2 separate regions of the Mus musculus genome follow, and region 2 is linked to region 1. Evidence: chromatin contacts called from public HiChIP or PLAC-seq data. All regions are on one chromosome and are shown on one strand. The core of a region is the stretch at or near the end of the contact, and the rest is flanking DNA. Distances in the headings are between cores, read along the strand shown. Region 1 has its middle 55 kb from the start of Ccnd1. Region 2 has its middle 20 kb from the start of Gm45181.

Region 1 (2,700 bases), core at 30-2,529:
GGTGCTATGGCCAGAAACTTTGAGACATGTTGAACAAGCCAACATTGTGGCTGTCCATAGTTGCAGGCATGTCTGGAGGGAAGGCGGGTCAGCAAGGGGACATTCGAGAATGATGGTAAGGTAGAGATGGTCTCAAGTCCCCCCACCTGGGTACTAGTCCTGATTTCCTCCCAGATGGACTGTGTGGACGGGAGGCACTTTATTTGTCAATTCAGAATTGGGACAACACAACTTCAAACTGAAGGCTGTGCAGGGTTTGGATGAGAGTGTGAACTCTCAGCCACGGGGTGTGATGCCAGCTGAGAGCCCATACAGTGCTGCCAAGTGTCAGCTCAAAGCCCTCCCTGCCTCTGGGATGCCAACCGGGGATCATCTCTTCTAGGTGGATCTGCAGCTCTGAGGAGGACTACAGCTACCTCAGGCTTCTATGGCTGGCTAAGGAAACCAATGGAACCAATTCCCATCTGCAGCCAAAGAGTGGCTTGCCATCGGCCTGTAGTCATGGTAACACTGGAGACTGCCTCAAGCTAGCTCCCCATCAGACAGGTACCCTAGAGTCCTAAAGGTCAAAATTACAGGACACCAGCTAGCATCATCTGAACGCTGACAGGCTAAATGTGGGCATGGAAATATGAAGTAGAATAGGACCAATAAAGGGAAAGTAGTCAACCCTAATTGAAGAGGGGAAGGACCCTCAGCCCACCAACAGTGGCTCAGTATCAGGTCTGAGGGCCTTTCTCTGCAGATACTTGTGAAAATATTTCCTACAGTTCCTGGGTCCCTTCAGGCCACTTGCCACTTCAGAGAGCTTCATAGTAAGAGTTCTACATACCCCTAACGCTAGGAGGGGGCACTCGGTTCTGGCTCTATCTGTGCCAGATGGCTTGGGCCCATCTGAGTGGCAGCCACCTGGGCTTGCATTCTCTCTGATGGAGTCCTATGTGTGACAAACTTCCTGAGCTCCACAGGACATTACACTCTGCAGTCAGAGTCCCTTGGTCTTGGGAAGATGGCAGAGAACAGCAGGTGACTTGCATTTGTCTGGTGTTTCTGTCTGTCCCTCATGTGTGGCCTCGGCTGGACACCAGGATCTGCCATCATCAGTCCCCTCTGTGTCAGGATCCAGCACAAAGCCCTGGACCAGGGTTTTATAGAGAGAGGCCTATGAGACTCAGCCTGAGGTCGCCCCTGTATGGCTCTCTGCACAGTGCTCAGGAGTTCTTACTGAGCCTGGGGCAATTCAGCATCCCAGAACCGGCACAGGAAGAGCCACCCAGCCGAGCATGAGTCACTGTGGTCCTTGCTCATTGACACTAATCCAACCAACAGGATATAATATGTGGGCCTTGCATTATACCTGTGGCAGGGCATTGTGCAACCTCTCTGGGCTCCCAGGACACAGCACTTCATACTGGGTGACTATCATTCCCTGGGGTACATGACAGGACTATTGATAGCTCTGGATGGCAAAAGCTGAAACATGCCCACACACTGTCCGGAGCCCAGGACAGTCCTATAGCTCTAAATGCTCAAGCTTTGACTTTACCATAGCAGCATGTACATGCAAAGGTTGGGAAGCAGAGGGACCTTCCTGTGCAGCTCAGTGGCCCTGGCCAAGCTGAGGCCAAGATCTTTGAAAAAAAATAAAATGTGCTGTACAGGAGCCCTCCTGACTCTGCTTCCATAGTGAGGCTTAGGGAGACGATCTACTTGGCCTGGTAGGGTAGCATCTCTGTCCAACCAATCATGATGTCAGGCAGCCATCAGGGAGCTAATGGCCTGAGTTTTCTTCACATCCCCTTGACTCTTGCCACCACCATCATCAAGCCCAGTCCAGATTCCTATGAATGTGACAGCCCAGTGACCAGCGGTGGCACTCTCTGCCTTCCAAGACCCCACTCTAGGCAGTTGCCCAACAGTCTCAGGATGCACATTCACACATGGGACCATTTTTTGAATTCTTTGGGAGTGAGAGCAGCCAGGCATCAACAGAGCCCTGTTCACAGGCCAGGCTGGCAACGAGAGAGGGAAGCTATTGTGCAGGCCCCACTACACACTGTAGAACAGTGCCAGCCAACCAGACTGCGGGGCAGAGCTTCAGAGGAGGGCCATCCCATAGATGACGAGGATCCCAACTCCAGAGGCTAGACCCTGCCTCTAGATAGCAACTGTCCCAGAAGGGAGACCATGGGGCAGCCATCTTTCCCCACAGAACAATGAGGTTGGAACAGCTTCATAACAGGCAGGCTGCTTTGACTGGGCAGAGGCAATTGAGGCCCCAGGCCAAATGAAACTCCCCATGCAGGCTTGGAGTCTCAGTCCCAAGATGCCATCTAGGTGGTACTAATGCAGACATAGCTAGAGGAGGCCCAGGCCCACTCTGTTCCATCTGGGCAGCAGCCTATGGTTCCCCTCGCCTCTGAGTCACACCTTCATCAAAACCTAGAAATCCCACACGCCCTAGCCAGAAGAGCAGCATGCACACTGTGAGCCCTTGAGTAGTGAGTGAAAGGGTGACTGAAAGAATAAAGATAAGCAAGAGGAAATGGATGGAGAAGGAGGGCATTGAGCTGGGGAGGGGCTTAGTTGGTAATTGATTCCTACACAAGCATGAGGTCCCGAATTTGGATGCCCAACACCCACATGAAAGGCAGGCAGAGCAATGTGCACCTGCTATCCCATTGCTGGGGAGTCGGAGGT
Region 2 (2,700 bases), core at 121-2,620, 150 kb before region 1:
GTGTGGGGGTGGGTGTGGTGTGGGTGTGTGAAGTGAGGACGCATATGAGTGTAGGTGCCTGTGGAGACCAGAAGAGGGTGCTGGATCCCTGAAACTAGAATGCCACGTGGTTTTGAGCTGCTCACCATGAGTGCTGGGAACTGAGCTGGATCCCTTGTCAAGTGCCACCTGAGCCATCTCTCCCACTCTGAGATCTCTGGATTCTGACAAGCACATAGAGTTGTGGAATACCTCACTGTCAAGTCACACAGTCCTGCCATCACCCATGTCTTGTAGTGTGATGTAGTGAGCAGTCCCACACGTGTCCCAAGGAATTGCTTTTATCATTAGCCCCTGCTGCACCACAGATGTGTTGAATCTGGGACTTGGCCCTGGGGTTATGGACACCTGAAGTCTTAAGATCCACACAGTATCAGTCTTAGTGTCTGAGGAGGCTTCTTGCCTGGTGTCAGGTCAGGGCCTTCTTGCTGTTGAGGTGTGTGTGGAGGAGAATCGGCCTTCTCACTCTTTCTGTAAAGACACTAATCCTTTTGGGTCAGGACTTCTTACTGCATCTGTTCTCAACCTGGGGGTCATGACCCCTTTAAAGGTTTAAGAACCCTTTCACAGGGCTCGCCTAAGACCACTGAAAAACACAGGTATCTACACTACTATTCATAATAGAAGCAAAATTACATTTATGAAGTAGCCATGAAATAACTTTATGGTTGTTGGGAGTCACCAACCAACCATACATGAGGACTGTATTAGAGGGTTGCAGCATTAGGGAGGTTGAGAACCACTGCCTCTTGACCACTTTTAACCTTATTTTGTGTCCTCAAAGCCTTATCTCCAGATAAGGGAACAGTTAAAATTAGGGCTTCCATATATGGAGGACACAGTCTTGTTTTCTGTACCTCTAATTTGTCCTTTCCAAGAATATCACAGAACCAGAATCTTACAGCTTCTAGCTTTTTGGCATCTTGTGTAGCAACAAATATATTACTATTCCTTCTATTTACCTTGCTGTATAGTACTCCACCAAACATCCTACTGTTCATCCATTGTGGAGATTCTTCTATTCAGTGGGATGCTGTAAGCAGCATTTGCAGGTTTTCACAATTCTTCCTAAAAACACACACAAGATTCCACTAGTATGCCTGAGCATCCATGTGTCCCTTTCTCTTGGGTACAGGTTTTAGGATTTTAGATAAGTTTATACTTTTACAAGCAGCTCTTTCCCATAATGTTTGAACTAACTTCCATACGCTCCAGGAACACATGCCTTCCTGTAACTGCATCCACAAAGCACACTGTACTGTGAGGGCCCCTCCCCAAAGAATAAACAACTAGTTATCAATTGTTTGACCACTTTAAGGAGTACATCATAGTATCACAATGTGGTTTTAGTTTGGTTGCCTTGGTGACTGGTGGAGGTGAAGCCATTCACATGTATTCTCTTGCTCAGGGGAAAACCTCATTCAGAGAGTTGGCTCATTGTCAATCATGTATCTTATTTTCCCACTGCTGAGAGAGTTCCAAATTCTTTGTCAATTATGTGGCTCACAAATATTTGTTCCTGGCATGGTGTGTGCCTTTTCATTCAGCAGGAGATAGTTTTAGTTCTGATGACATCCTGTTTAAGGATTTCTTCATATATCTATATCTATGTTTGTGCTTATAATCTATAATCTACATCATCTGTATCTATAGAGAGAGGTATTAGATTGATTTTTCTTTAAGTGTGTGTGTTTGTCTGTGTGTGTGTAGGTGCCCAGGGAGGCCAGAAGAGGGCATTTGATCCCTTATAGCTGGAGTGGCAGATGACTGTGAGCCACTTCATGTGGGATTTGAATGCTAGGTCTCATGATTGAAGAACAAGCACTCTGTTGTTGTTGCTGCTGCTGGTGCTGCTGCTGCTGCTGTTTTGAGACAGGGTTTCTCTGTGTAGCCCTAGATGTCCTGGAACTTGCTCTGTAGACCAGGCTGGCCTTGAACTCAGAGACCCACTGCACACATCACCACTGGCTTCAGTAAGCACTATAACTGCTGTGTCTTCTCTCCAGCCCTAGATTTTTTTAAATGTATTCATTGTGCCTCCAGAGAAATTGACATGAGATCTTTACCTAATCTAAGGTCACAAAGATTTAGGTCCTGTTTCTTCCAGAATTTTCCTAGCGGATTATTATTATTATTATTATTTTGTTTTTGTTTTTGTTTTTGTTTTTCAAGACAGGGTTTCTCTGTCCTGGAACTCATCTGTAGACCAGGATGGCCATGAACTCAGAAATCTGCCTGCCTCTGTCTCCCAAGTGCTGGGATTAAAGGCATGTGCCACCACTGTCCGGCATAATTTTTTTTTTTTTTACATTATTAATCTTAGTAAATCTAAGTTTGTTCTTGAGGTACAATGTGATCGGGTTTCTTTTACCACTGCTTTCTCACTATGATGAACTGTCCCTGGAACTGTGAGCCAAACCAGACCTGTCCTCACTTAAATTGCTTTTGTCAGAGCTACTGAAAGATTAATACAGGCACAGTCTCGCTGCATTGCCCAGGCTGGCTTTGAACTTACAATCCTCCTACCTCAGCCTTGCTAGCGGCTGGACTGACAGGCCTGAGCCTCTAGGCCAGGATCTTGAATACATCTCTAACAACCTTTGAAGTCCCTGGCTCCTGTATCCTCCATCTGTCACCCGTGGGTCTATTTCTTTTGACTGG

The links. HiChIP or PLAC-seq counts read pairs in DNA pulled down with a chosen protein or histone mark.
Region 2: a contact with region 1 is called in a FOXA1 HiChIP or PLAC-seq map of pancreatic cancer cells. The contact joins two enhancer-like sites. A contact is called at or near these places in 3 of 484 Hi-C or Micro-C datasets (bone marrow-derived macrophages, embryonic fibroblasts and nephron progenitors), 7 of 115 datasets of contacts at active chromatin or transcription factors (bone marrow-derived dendritic cells, embryonic stem cells, microglia and 1 more) and 1 of 9 other capture datasets (embryonic stem cells).

What each region holds. Positions count from the first base shown.
Region 1 is chr7:144,993,065-144,995,764 of GRCm38.p6, reverse strand. No RefSeq gene overlaps it. Among named protein-coding and RNA genes, the nearest start is that of Ccnd1, 55 kb to the right of the region's middle. Within about 2 kb of position 1,279, at least 37 of the 459 cell types and tissues checked have an H3K27ac peak or open chromatin away from gene starts, as enhancers often do. A contact at or near this core is called in pancreatic cancer cells, where this site is marked.
Region 2 is chr7:145,145,546-145,148,245 of GRCm38.p6, reverse strand. No RefSeq gene overlaps it. Among named protein-coding and RNA genes, the nearest start is that of Gm45181, 20 kb to the left of the region's middle. Within about 2 kb of position 1,370, at least 22 of the 459 cell types and tissues checked have an H3K27ac peak or open chromatin away from gene starts, as enhancers often do. A contact at or near this core is called in pancreatic cancer cells, where this site is marked.